Linked DNA regions of Sus scrofa: all the other regions are linked to region 3. Evidence: chromatin contacts called from public HiChIP or PLAC-seq data. All regions are on one chromosome and are shown on one strand. Each heading gives the region's core, a stretch centred on a gene start, on an enhancer-like site or on the middle of the called end of the contact. The rest is flanking DNA. Distances are from core to core; before and after follow the strand shown.

Evidence for each region. HiChIP or PLAC-seq counts read pairs in DNA pulled down with a chosen protein or histone mark.
Region 1: an H3K27ac HiChIP or PLAC-seq map of alveolar macrophages shows a contact between it and region 3. The contact joins two enhancer-like sites. A contact is called at or near these places in 2 of 47 Hi-C or Micro-C datasets (embryonic fibroblasts and psoas muscle) and 1 of 2 datasets of contacts at active chromatin or transcription factors (alveolar macrophages).
Region 2: an H3K27ac HiChIP or PLAC-seq map of alveolar macrophages shows a contact between it and region 3. The contact joins two enhancer-like sites. A contact is called at or near these places in 1 of 47 Hi-C or Micro-C datasets (embryonic fibroblasts) and 1 of 2 datasets of contacts at active chromatin or transcription factors (alveolar macrophages).

Annotation. Positions count from the first base shown.
Region 1 is chr13:92,247,043-92,250,349 of Sscrofa11.1, reverse strand. No RefSeq gene overlaps it. Among named protein-coding and RNA genes, the nearest start is that of SUCNR1, 130 kb to the right of the region's middle. Within about 2 kb of position 1,334, at least 4 of the 83 cell types and tissues checked have an H3K27ac peak or open chromatin away from gene starts, as enhancers often do. A contact at or near this core is called in alveolar macrophages, where this site is marked.
Region 2 is chr13:93,177,080-93,180,613 of Sscrofa11.1, reverse strand. No RefSeq gene overlaps it. Among named protein-coding and RNA genes, the nearest start is that of RAP2B, 130 kb to the left of the region's middle. Within about 2 kb of position 2,228, at least 10 of the 83 cell types and tissues checked have an H3K27ac peak or open chromatin away from gene starts, as enhancers often do. A contact at or near this core is called in alveolar macrophages, where this site is marked.
Region 3 is chr13:92,672,513-92,676,026 of Sscrofa11.1, reverse strand. MBNL1 (muscleblind-like protein 1) reads right to left here. Exons shown (of 13, transcript XM_021069664.1): 7 at 314-571. Among named protein-coding and RNA genes, the nearest start is that of MBNL1, 180 kb to the right of the region's middle. Within about 2 kb of position 1,741, at least 8 of the 83 cell types and tissues checked have an H3K27ac peak or open chromatin away from gene starts, as enhancers often do. A contact at or near this core is called in alveolar macrophages, where this site is marked.

The DNA of each region.
Region 1 (3,307 bases), core at 85-2,584, 430 kb after region 3:
TACCATGTCAAAAAGTCCGTAAGATAAGAGCTTTGAAGCTCTCCCTACAAAATCTGACTATTTGAAGTTTTCAATTTTGGGTCATGACATCTGAAGATCAATTAATGTAATACCTCTTATCAGTAGAATGAAAAACCCCACATGACCATCCTAATCACTACAGAAAAATTGTTCAAAAATATTTAACACCCCTTTGTGATTAAAAAAAACAAACAAACAAAAAAAAAAACAAAAAACTCAACAAGCTAGGAACAGACAAGAATTTTCTTAATCTGATAAAAGGCATCTTGAAAACTTACATCTAAAATCATATTCAATGGTAAAAGACTAAATGCTTTCCCCCTAAGATCAGGCACAAGACAACATTGTCTACTCTCTCAATATTGTACCAGAGACAGTGTACATGCAGTAAAATATTTGTAATATTTTGAACAATCCTCCAAGAATCTTGTCCAATTTTAACCTACTACAGAGTATTAGAAGCCTCTTTCCTTATCCTACCACAAAACATTTTGACCTATACAATCTGTGGGAAAAAAAATGGCTATATTGCTGTTTTAATTTGAATTGATTTAATTATAATTGCAGTTGAACATTTTTCATACATTGTCTATTTTTAGTAGTATCTCTGCAAACTGCTTTTGTGTGTTGTGATCCATTTTTATTTGCTGTTTTTTTTGTATTGATTTATGAAACTTCTTTATGTATTAAGATTTTTCATGTTTTATAAACTTTTTTTTGTTATTTGACCTTGCTCATGATATTTTTTACTATCTTAAATATTGAATTAAATGTGTCTGTTAGAAAGGGCTTCCTGTTTTCAAGGGCTTCAAGTTTTAAAAAATAAATCCCCTGCTTACTTTTATAATACTTAAATTTTGGTCCACAAAAATTATGAAATAAATATGGAGATAGGAATCCAGCTTTTCCCCTTCCAAATAGTTGACCAGTTGCTCCCTTACCATTAAACAAACTAAGTATAAATATATCTTCTTCTTATCATGTTAAAAAGCCATTTTATCATTAGTGAATTACTGTAAGGGTTTTTAAAACATTCATTTGGTTCTTTGTCACATTCTGTTTCCATTGTTCTCTGTAGGGAAAGGCGGTCCACGAGGGGTCCTGACAATCTTGCAGAGTATGCTGAAAGGCATATATATTTCCTGATATGGAGCTGTTTCTATAGCTAGCTACATAGGCAGCTGATAAAGTCAGTAATATCCACCCTATAACTCTTCACTTCCTGGGACTTGGAGAGACTGCCTTATTCATTGCTTGCTACAATGTTTACTGCTTGCTAAAAAATGCTTAACCCTTTGCCCTGGATTCCTTCCCTTGAATAAAACTCTGCCTCTGCTGGTGTCATGTGTACCCATTGCACAATCCTGGTGGAATTCAGGGACAAGAATAAGCACTGTAAATATGCTTATATTCATTCTTGTTGCAATGGGAGTAATGAACTCTTTCTCTGACCCAGGAGTTTCATGTCCTCTGCCAGCATCAATGAAACAGTAACAGCCTATCTTATTATCTTGTACATAGGGTAAAACCTTAAATTCTTCAAAGATTTTGGCAATCTGAATGTTTATTTATAGTAAGCTGTTTTAATTATTATAATTCTAAATATATATCTTAATAAATGGTAGGTCTGTGCCATCTTCAATATTTTTATATTTCCTCATCATTTCATGTCCTTGTTTTACCTGAAAATAAAAATTGGTAGTCATTTTATTGGATATTGAATAAAAATAAATTGATTAGGGACAATGAACATCTTCAAAATGCTGTCTTTCTAAGAACTAGACAGATGTCATTATTTATTCATTTATTTTTGTGTGATGCTCAATGGCATTTCTTTAACATAGATTATATTACTTTGTAGGTCAAAGTTGATTATATTACTTTTGTTTTATTTTATGTCTTTTTAGGGCCATGACCCCAACATATGAAAGTTCCCAGGTTGGGGTCAAATCAGAGCTGTGGCTGCTGGCCTACGCCACAGCCACAGCAATGCAGGATCCAAGTCGCATCTGCAACCTATGCCACAGCTCACACAATGCCAGATCCTTAACCCACTGAGCAAGGCCAGGGATCGAATCCATGTCCTCATGGATACTAGTCAGGTTTGTTAACCACTGAGCCATAATGGGAACTCCTGCTTTATTCTTAAAGATGAATTTTTTAGATTTTTTTTTTTGTATTGGTCAAGTGGCCAGGTTATGCTATGAAAATAAAAATGCTAAAATATTAGTAGCTCGGGTGTTCCTATTGTGGATCAGTGGTAACAAACCCAACTAGTATCCATGAGGATGCAGGTTCATTGCCTGGCCCTGCTCAGTGGGTTAAGGATCTGGGGTTGCCATGAGCTGTGGTGTAGGTCAGACACAATTCAGATCTGGCATTGCTGTGTCTCTGGCATAGGCTGGCAGCTGTAGCTCTGATTTGACCCCTAGCCTGGGAACTTCCATATACCACACTTGCTGCCCTAAAAAAACAACAACAAAAAACTATATATAGATAGATATATAAGCAATTTGATACAGTTTTTTTTTTCCCTTTCTTACACACAGCACACTTCTCAAACAAGTTGTTGGGAGAGGAAGCTTTGAGCAGAACATGGGTCTCCACCTGAAGTATGTTTTCTTATCACCCACCTTCAAACTACTAGGTCAATGCTAAATACTTTAGGATTTTGATTAAGGAGTATCCATTTTCAGTACTGCTTTCTATATTAGATATCATAACTTCCACTCCTGCAAAACTTCCAAAAGTCAGTGCCTTTAACACACATTTTTTTTTCTGGTACACATAATAATTCAATGCATATTTTAGTTAGCTGGAAATTCTCCAAATGGTAATCTGAGGACAAAGATATGTGGCCCCATCATCTTTAACACAGGCTTCTGAGGTTTCCTTCACTCAAATGATACACTTCTGTCTTTTTTGTCTACATTTTATTGCCTAGACCTCAGTCTGTGCCACCTTTAACTGCAAGAGAGAATGTGAAAATAGTGTCTAACTCTGGGCACAGGAAAAAACAAAAGTCCATCAAATTTTGCATAATAGCAAAACATTGTTAAAACTGTCACTTACAGTATCTCGGAGAGTGACCATGTGCCATCTGAAGTAATAGCTATGTGAAAAGTAGTTGGAAAGATCCACAATGGCCTTTAGCCTGCTGTTGCAAGAAAGATATGAGCTTAGGCAATAATTGCCAAGCTTTTCAACAGAATTTGGAAGAACTGAAACAGATTTCAGAAATCAACTGCTTTATAGGATTGAAAAATGCAACTGATTCTGAACCTCA
Region 2 (3,534 bases), core at 979-3,478, 500 kb before region 3:
TTGATGGATATTCACCTTTATTATAATGTCATGTCCATATTTTTCTCTTATTACCTTTTTAGCTTGAAGTTTGTTTTGTCTGATATGAGTATGGCTACACCCATTTTTTTTGGCTGCCATTAGCTTGAATTATCATATTCCATCCCTTCACTTCGACCCTATGTTTGTCTTTAGAGCCTAGATGGGTCTCCTGTAGGCAACATATATTTGGGTCTCATTTTTTTAATCCAGCCAGCCAATTTGTGTCTTTTGATTTACATTAAGGGTGATGTACAAGTGAGGACTTTATATTGTTATTTTATCTTTTGTTTCTGGTTGCTCTTTATCTCTATGGTTTCCTTTTCCTTATGCTTCAGTCTGCCATTTTAGTTTGGTTGTTTTCTGTGATATTTTTCTCAATTACTTTTTTTTATGTTTAGTGTCTCTGGTTAGATTTGTTTTGTATTTGCCATGAGGTTTATAAAAAATATCTCATAGATAAAACAGTCCTCCTCCTGCTGATAGTATCCTCTCTTCTTTGGCCTACATGGGTTTTTTCCTTTTCTTCTTCTTTTTTTTTTTTGGTGTGGGGTGGGTACAAATTATCCCTTTTTATGTTGTGTGTTTGTTAACAAATTAAAGTAGCTATATTATTTTTACTACTATGTTTCTATTAGCCTTTATGTTATAATTGTTCAACAATCTATTCTGAAATAGATGCAATTTTATGATTTTTTTTCTATTTATCAGCTTACTATAGGTTTTGTATATTTTTGCCTTTTGTTTGAGGTAGAAGAGCTCCTTTCAACATTTCTTGTAAGGCAGGGCTAGTGGTGATAAACCCCCTCAGCTTTTGTTTATCTGGGAAAGTCTTTATTTCTCCTTCTTATCTGAATGATAACTTTGCTGGATAGAGTATTCTTGGCTGATAGCTTCTATCTTTCAATATTTTGAGTATGTCATTCCAGTCTTTCTGGTCTCTACAGCTTCTGATGAGAAATCTGCTGATAGACTAATAGAGGTTCCTTTGAAGGTAGCTGTCGTTTTCTCCTCCTGGCTTCCTTTAAAATTCTTTATTTATCATTGACAAATTTAACACAATGCGTTTTAGAGAAGTTTTTTTTGTATTGGGGTAAATGGGTGTACTCTTAGCTTTGTGAACATGTATATCCAGTTTCTTCCCTAGATTTGAGAAACTTTCAGCTATTATTTCTTTAAATAAAAACTCTGTTCCATTCTCTCTCTTCTTCTCTTGGATTCTCATTATCCATATATTGCCTTTCTTAATGAAGTTTTCATAAAATTTCTTTATTTTTTTAACACCTTTCTTATTTAGGTAAAGATTCTTTTTTTGTTGGCTGCACCTATGGTATGTGGAAGTTCCCCGGCCAGGGATCAAACTCTCACCACAGCAGCAACCCAGGCTGCTGCAGTGATAATGCCAGATCTTTGACCCAATGTGCCACAAGAGAACCCCTAAGTAAAGATGTTTAAACTTTGATTCTAGCAATTCAATTTGGTAACTAGCTGTCTTTCTTTTATTTTTCAGTAGGTGGCGCTATAGCACAAGTTTTTGGTTTCTTTTACCTGCACTGCCTTTGGCTATATTTGAGGATCTGCACTTTCCACCCTCTACCGCCTCTGCCATGGGTGTCGCTGATACCTTCATTGTTGCTGCTTGTGTCTCTCAGGTTGCTGGTGGCTTGCTGCTGGTAGCTTGCTGGTCACTTGCTGCATTGCCACCAGGGGCACCAGGGTGGTGTGCCTCTGTTGCATCTGGGGTTGTTGGTTTTAGATATGCCTGCTGTGGATTGGGAAGGGGCAGAGTCAAGGATGCTACTGTGGCTGGAGGGACAGGAATCATACATTCTGCTGCTGTGCTGCTACCCAGTTCCCTGTGGCCACTGTTGCCACTATAGCTGGGAAGCTGGAGTTGTGTGGACCCTCCTCTCTGCTGCTACAGGTTCTCTGGAGCTGCAGGCTTCAGCTACCACAGGGCCTGGATCATGGGTACCGCTTTTACCATTCCCCCACCTCCTCTGTGTTCTCCAGGCTACCCACCTTCAGCTGTGTAGATGTGTGAATCTCTCTGGGATCCAGATGTGTTGGGCAGAGAAGCCTTGGTTGAATTACAGATATTTTGCTAGTTGAAAATTGAAGGGGAGAGGCAAAGGGAAAATGTCATGCTGTCACCTCACAAGCGCATGTCCTTTTGCCTAAATAAATTAAATTCTAGGAACTGAGGGAATCTGTGGCTGAGTCAGAGCGCCGAAGCGATGACAGTGATCTGTGACAGTGGGAACTATTTCTAAAGCCTAGGGACTGGCAAATATAAGTTTAAAAAATGCAAATTTAAAAAACAAAAGTTTAAAAAATGCAGTTTCATAACAAACAAATATTTACGCTAAAGTCTGGTGAGGCAACTTTTGATTCTGAGCAAAGCAGTTTCTTAGCATTTAGAAATGGAACCAGACCTTCCAAATACAAATGGCAGACTTGAGATAAATGTTCATTTTCATTTATTTCTTAAGACTCAAAAATCACAAGGATTTAAAAATGCATAAATCTGAGTATATATGGCAGTAGATGAGAAAGACCCATACCTTTTGAATCTAAAAATGCAATACAAACATAGTTAACTGATACAGAAGTCCATGGAAAGTGAAACCTAAGTTTGTGATAGAGTAAAGCAGAAAAATCAAGGAGAAGTAAGCCATATCCACTATAAACCTGAAAAGACTTGGGAAAAGGGGGAAAACATAGGGATAGCTACCATGCATAAAGTGGGTAATAATAAGTCCAAATAATGAGGACTCCCTTCTCCTGCTTGGATCATATAATTTGACATCCAACCATATACCAGCCTTACCTCTACTATGCATGAGATTGGAATATTCCTCCCTGAGGGCAGTTACATGTGCTCAGGTGAAGAGCTTACCAATAATGACAGTCAGAGGTCTGAAAATAAAGTAGGTGGCTTGCTGGCCAGTCATCTTATAGAAAAGCCTACCAGTTGACAGGCTGCTTCACCTCCAACTCAAACACAGATTTTCCAAATAGCTTTCTCCGTGTCTGTCTCTTTTGCTAAACTAAGCTACCATGTGATGACCTTTCTCTAGTTGTTCCTCCACCTCCTTATCCATTTGACAGACTCTTCTTTATTCTTCATCCCTCAGCTTAAATGCCAAGACTTGCATGTTTTCTCAGAGAATAAGCACATCATCCCGTCTCCCTGATGCTGCATTATATGCATTTTTTGACGTTTTATTGCTTTTGTTATGTGGATCTAGGCATGCCTTCCTCCTCATTTGGCCATGATTCTTTCAAAGGTAGGGACCATATTCTTTTTAGGTCTATGTTCGCAGCCTCTATTCCAGTGCCTGGAACAAAGAAGAATGTATCTTAACCCATTTTTAATGTCAGTTGCGTACGGTGTGAATTTAGAACAACTAACCTAAAAGGCTTCTCTTTGAAACCTGAGCCACTGTGACTATAAAACAAAAATATGATTTCCCAAGAAGTAATCAAGACTGTGTATAAAGGAATTGGCCATTG
Region 3 (3,514 bases), core at 492-2,991:
GCAGTATCGTTAAACCAAAAGGAGACAGGTGTTCTGTACAAAGCAGAAATTTCAGAAACCCTATATCCAGAATAAGACAGAGAATTAAGAGTTAGGCCAAGGGTAGGAGCAATCTGAACCATTTGAGGAGTTACCCTCACTTCTGTGAATGGTAACTTCATTTGTATTGTCTGGGATACCTGAACAAACATATTTTCAGCAAAAATTAAAAAAAAAAGAAAAAGGTTAATAAATGAATAGCTTGTAGTCAGATACAGTTGTTCACTTTGCTTTTTTGACTGTTAGCAAGGATTGAGCTGAGGTCTCTACTTACCATGGCAGCTGCAGTGGCTGCAGCCTGTGCTGCTGCAGCCTGGTTGACCTGGTATTGGGCAGCCTTGATCTTGGCTTGCAGATGTGCGGGAGGATGAAAGTATTTGCACTTTTCCCGAGAGCATCTCCCTTTGATGTAATCCATACACACGGTGACTGTGTTGTCATTGGTGTCAATCATTGTGCTGTCAGCAGGATGGGCAAACCGACAATCGTTTTCTCCTCTGTTGCAATTGCCACGCTGGTACTCTCGACATACCTACAAAGTCATTAAGTGCACAGGGGTGAGTCAACATGGACAACTTAAACTGCATAATGTGAGAAAAAGAATGTATATATGTGTGTGACTGGGTCACTTTGCTGTACAGTAGAAATTGACAGAATACTATAAACCAACTATAATGGAAAAAATAAAAAAATTAAAATTAAAATAAAGCGCAAGACTGGTGATAGATGTCTACAGGTCAAAGGGGAAAAGGTAATTAGCAAAGGAACCATAAAATAACTTGAAAACATTGCTAGTTCAGGATAAAAATTACAACCCCATTTTAGTAAAATGTCCACAAGAAAGAAAATGCATGTATGATACTAGTTATGATAAAATATCTAATTTAAATTATGGTGATACACTTATTCATTACCAAAGGGAAAACAGTAACTTTATGGTGAAGAACCCCATAAACACCACTTTAACTGAACAAAGTTAGTATCACCCGTAATGACATCACATACCAACCGATATGACACACTGAAAGCATCACTTTTGTTGTACTAATGCTGAGAACGCATCACCTGAATTTGATCATGAGGAAACGTCACACAAATTGAAATGGTAGGATATTTTGCAAAATGACTGATCAGTACTATTTCAAAATGTCAAAGTCATGACAGAAAAGAGATTGAGACATTGTCACAGACTGGACAATCTTGGAGTCAGAGAAGGGATATTGGTAGGACAGCTGGTGCAATGTGATTAAGTTCTGTAGACTGGTTAAGAGCAGCATAGCAATGTTAATTTTCTCATTTTGTAAGTGGTAATAATATGCTTATATAAGGTGTTAATGTTTAGGTAAGCTAGGTGCACCAGGATAGGCAGAAACTCTTGGTTCTATTTTTGCAACTTGTATGCTAATCTGAAATTATTAAAAGTGAAAGTATAAAAAAGAAAATGATAGCTTTTTTGTAAAATGTTTCCAAGAGCTATTTCTTTGATCATTAGAGATTCACCTAGTAGCTATATACAGCTGATGGAAAAAGATAAGTTTTTGTTATTGTCTATTTGTTTTATATCTATTAATTTTGGATGAGGTCCCTGAGGAAAAGTGAAAATGGATTATTTCTCATTCGTCTGCTTGACCTTGACTCTTACTATTAAAGTCTGCCATGGTGCCTGCCCTAATCAAGAGGTTCCCAGCACTATGTTCACTCGTGGTAGTTTGACCTTTTTGCCACAAGAGGGCCATCTAAACCCAGAATGTCCTTTTAATATTTTCATGCTCCTACTTCATGCTTTAAGGATATTTCCTTTTTATTTTTCATAAATCTTTTTTACAAACTGAGAAAATATAGACCCCAAGTACTCTATTTTGGAGTTCATCAAGAAAAAATGGGAACCGTGTGGTGCAATTTAAAAAGCAAAGGTTTTCTTGGACTTAAGTACATGAAGAGATCACATTTAATTCTAGGTATTTCCCCTATTATATTCATATCCTATTTTTGAGAAAAGTGCCTCCTTTTAAAAAGGCCTCATAATTTATATCCACTACATCTTTAAAAGAGCATTACAAATGACATCTTGCACTATTTGGAAACCTCAGGCTAGCAAAGCATTGCATTCCACATTTCATTGAACCAACTATTCACCACCTCAATTTATTTAATTTAAAAAAATTATTAAATAACTGCTCCATGCCAGACACTCTGAGAGATATTAGGAATACAAAGTTACTGGAGATCCCATTTTTTAAAAATCATTTCATTTATCCTCATGGACAGAAGAAAACAAGGATAACCAGGAGTTTATAATTCGAAAAGCAAAAATACTTAAGCTATTATCCAGAACTATTGTTCTCCACTCTGGCTGAGCACTGGAATCAGGTGCGGAGCTTTCCAAACCACATATCCCCACTTACTAAGTTAGACGCTTCAAAATAGGAAGTGTGACACACTTAAATGAGAACAGAAACATTCATATATATATATATATATATATATATATATACATGTGTGTGTATATATATATATATATGTAAAAATTATGCTAAATTTATACCCCAGCATAAGCAAAAAGGCTATGTTTCTGCTGAAGCAAATCTATGTCAGTGCAGGACATCCAATAGGAAACCATCTGTAATAGGACACTACTGCTGTTAGCTCTTCGGTAATTCTTGCTTTTTGAATGTGCTCACAAAGAAACTGGCAACAGCTGAACTAACACTCTATTTTCCAGTTTCTCTTACTCTTTGCTACATTGACAAGAAAGAAGATCTAAAAGTAGTCTATTTGCAGGATCTTTAATAACTATTAAAATCAAAGATCTGTTATTTTCTGAAAACAACTACGCCAGGGCTGGTAACAGAAATTTGAGCATCATTCTCCCAAAATATAAACTGAGTGCTGGGCTAATTTTGACTTTTTATTCCTCACTCCATCTCAACGTTCTTTTTATTTTCAGCGATGTGAACTTTAAGTCAGGCTGTATAAAGATGGTCATTTTAAGGTCCCTTGACCCTCTCCATTTGCTTTATGCATATATCTGTACAGTTTGTACAGGTTAATAATTTGTTTATTACAATTTTGTACTCTTTACTGTCTTGCAGGATGCAGTAATTCTAAAAATATTTAAGAAGTGAATAACTCACAGTTAGCTTTGAATTTGTCCTAAATCCAGCCTTTTCTGATGTTCCAAGAATTTCAACTATTTTTGCATGATATACATTTTTGACTTCTAATTTTTATTTTCTAGCTTAAAGTTTCCCCCAACATGGGAAATGTTACAGAAGAAATAGTGCTAAAAGAGCTGTTCTCCCAATATTCTTGCCTTTGAAAAAAATAAAGACGAAATAGAAAATCTCTTATGAAAATTTGTACTCGGGAAACCTACAAGGCCAGAGGGCTAGAGAAGTTTACCTAACTTTAGACGTACATCTGGATTGTTGAGTACCTCTCTGAATAGAACAAAGTTCCCAAAGCTCTTCAAACA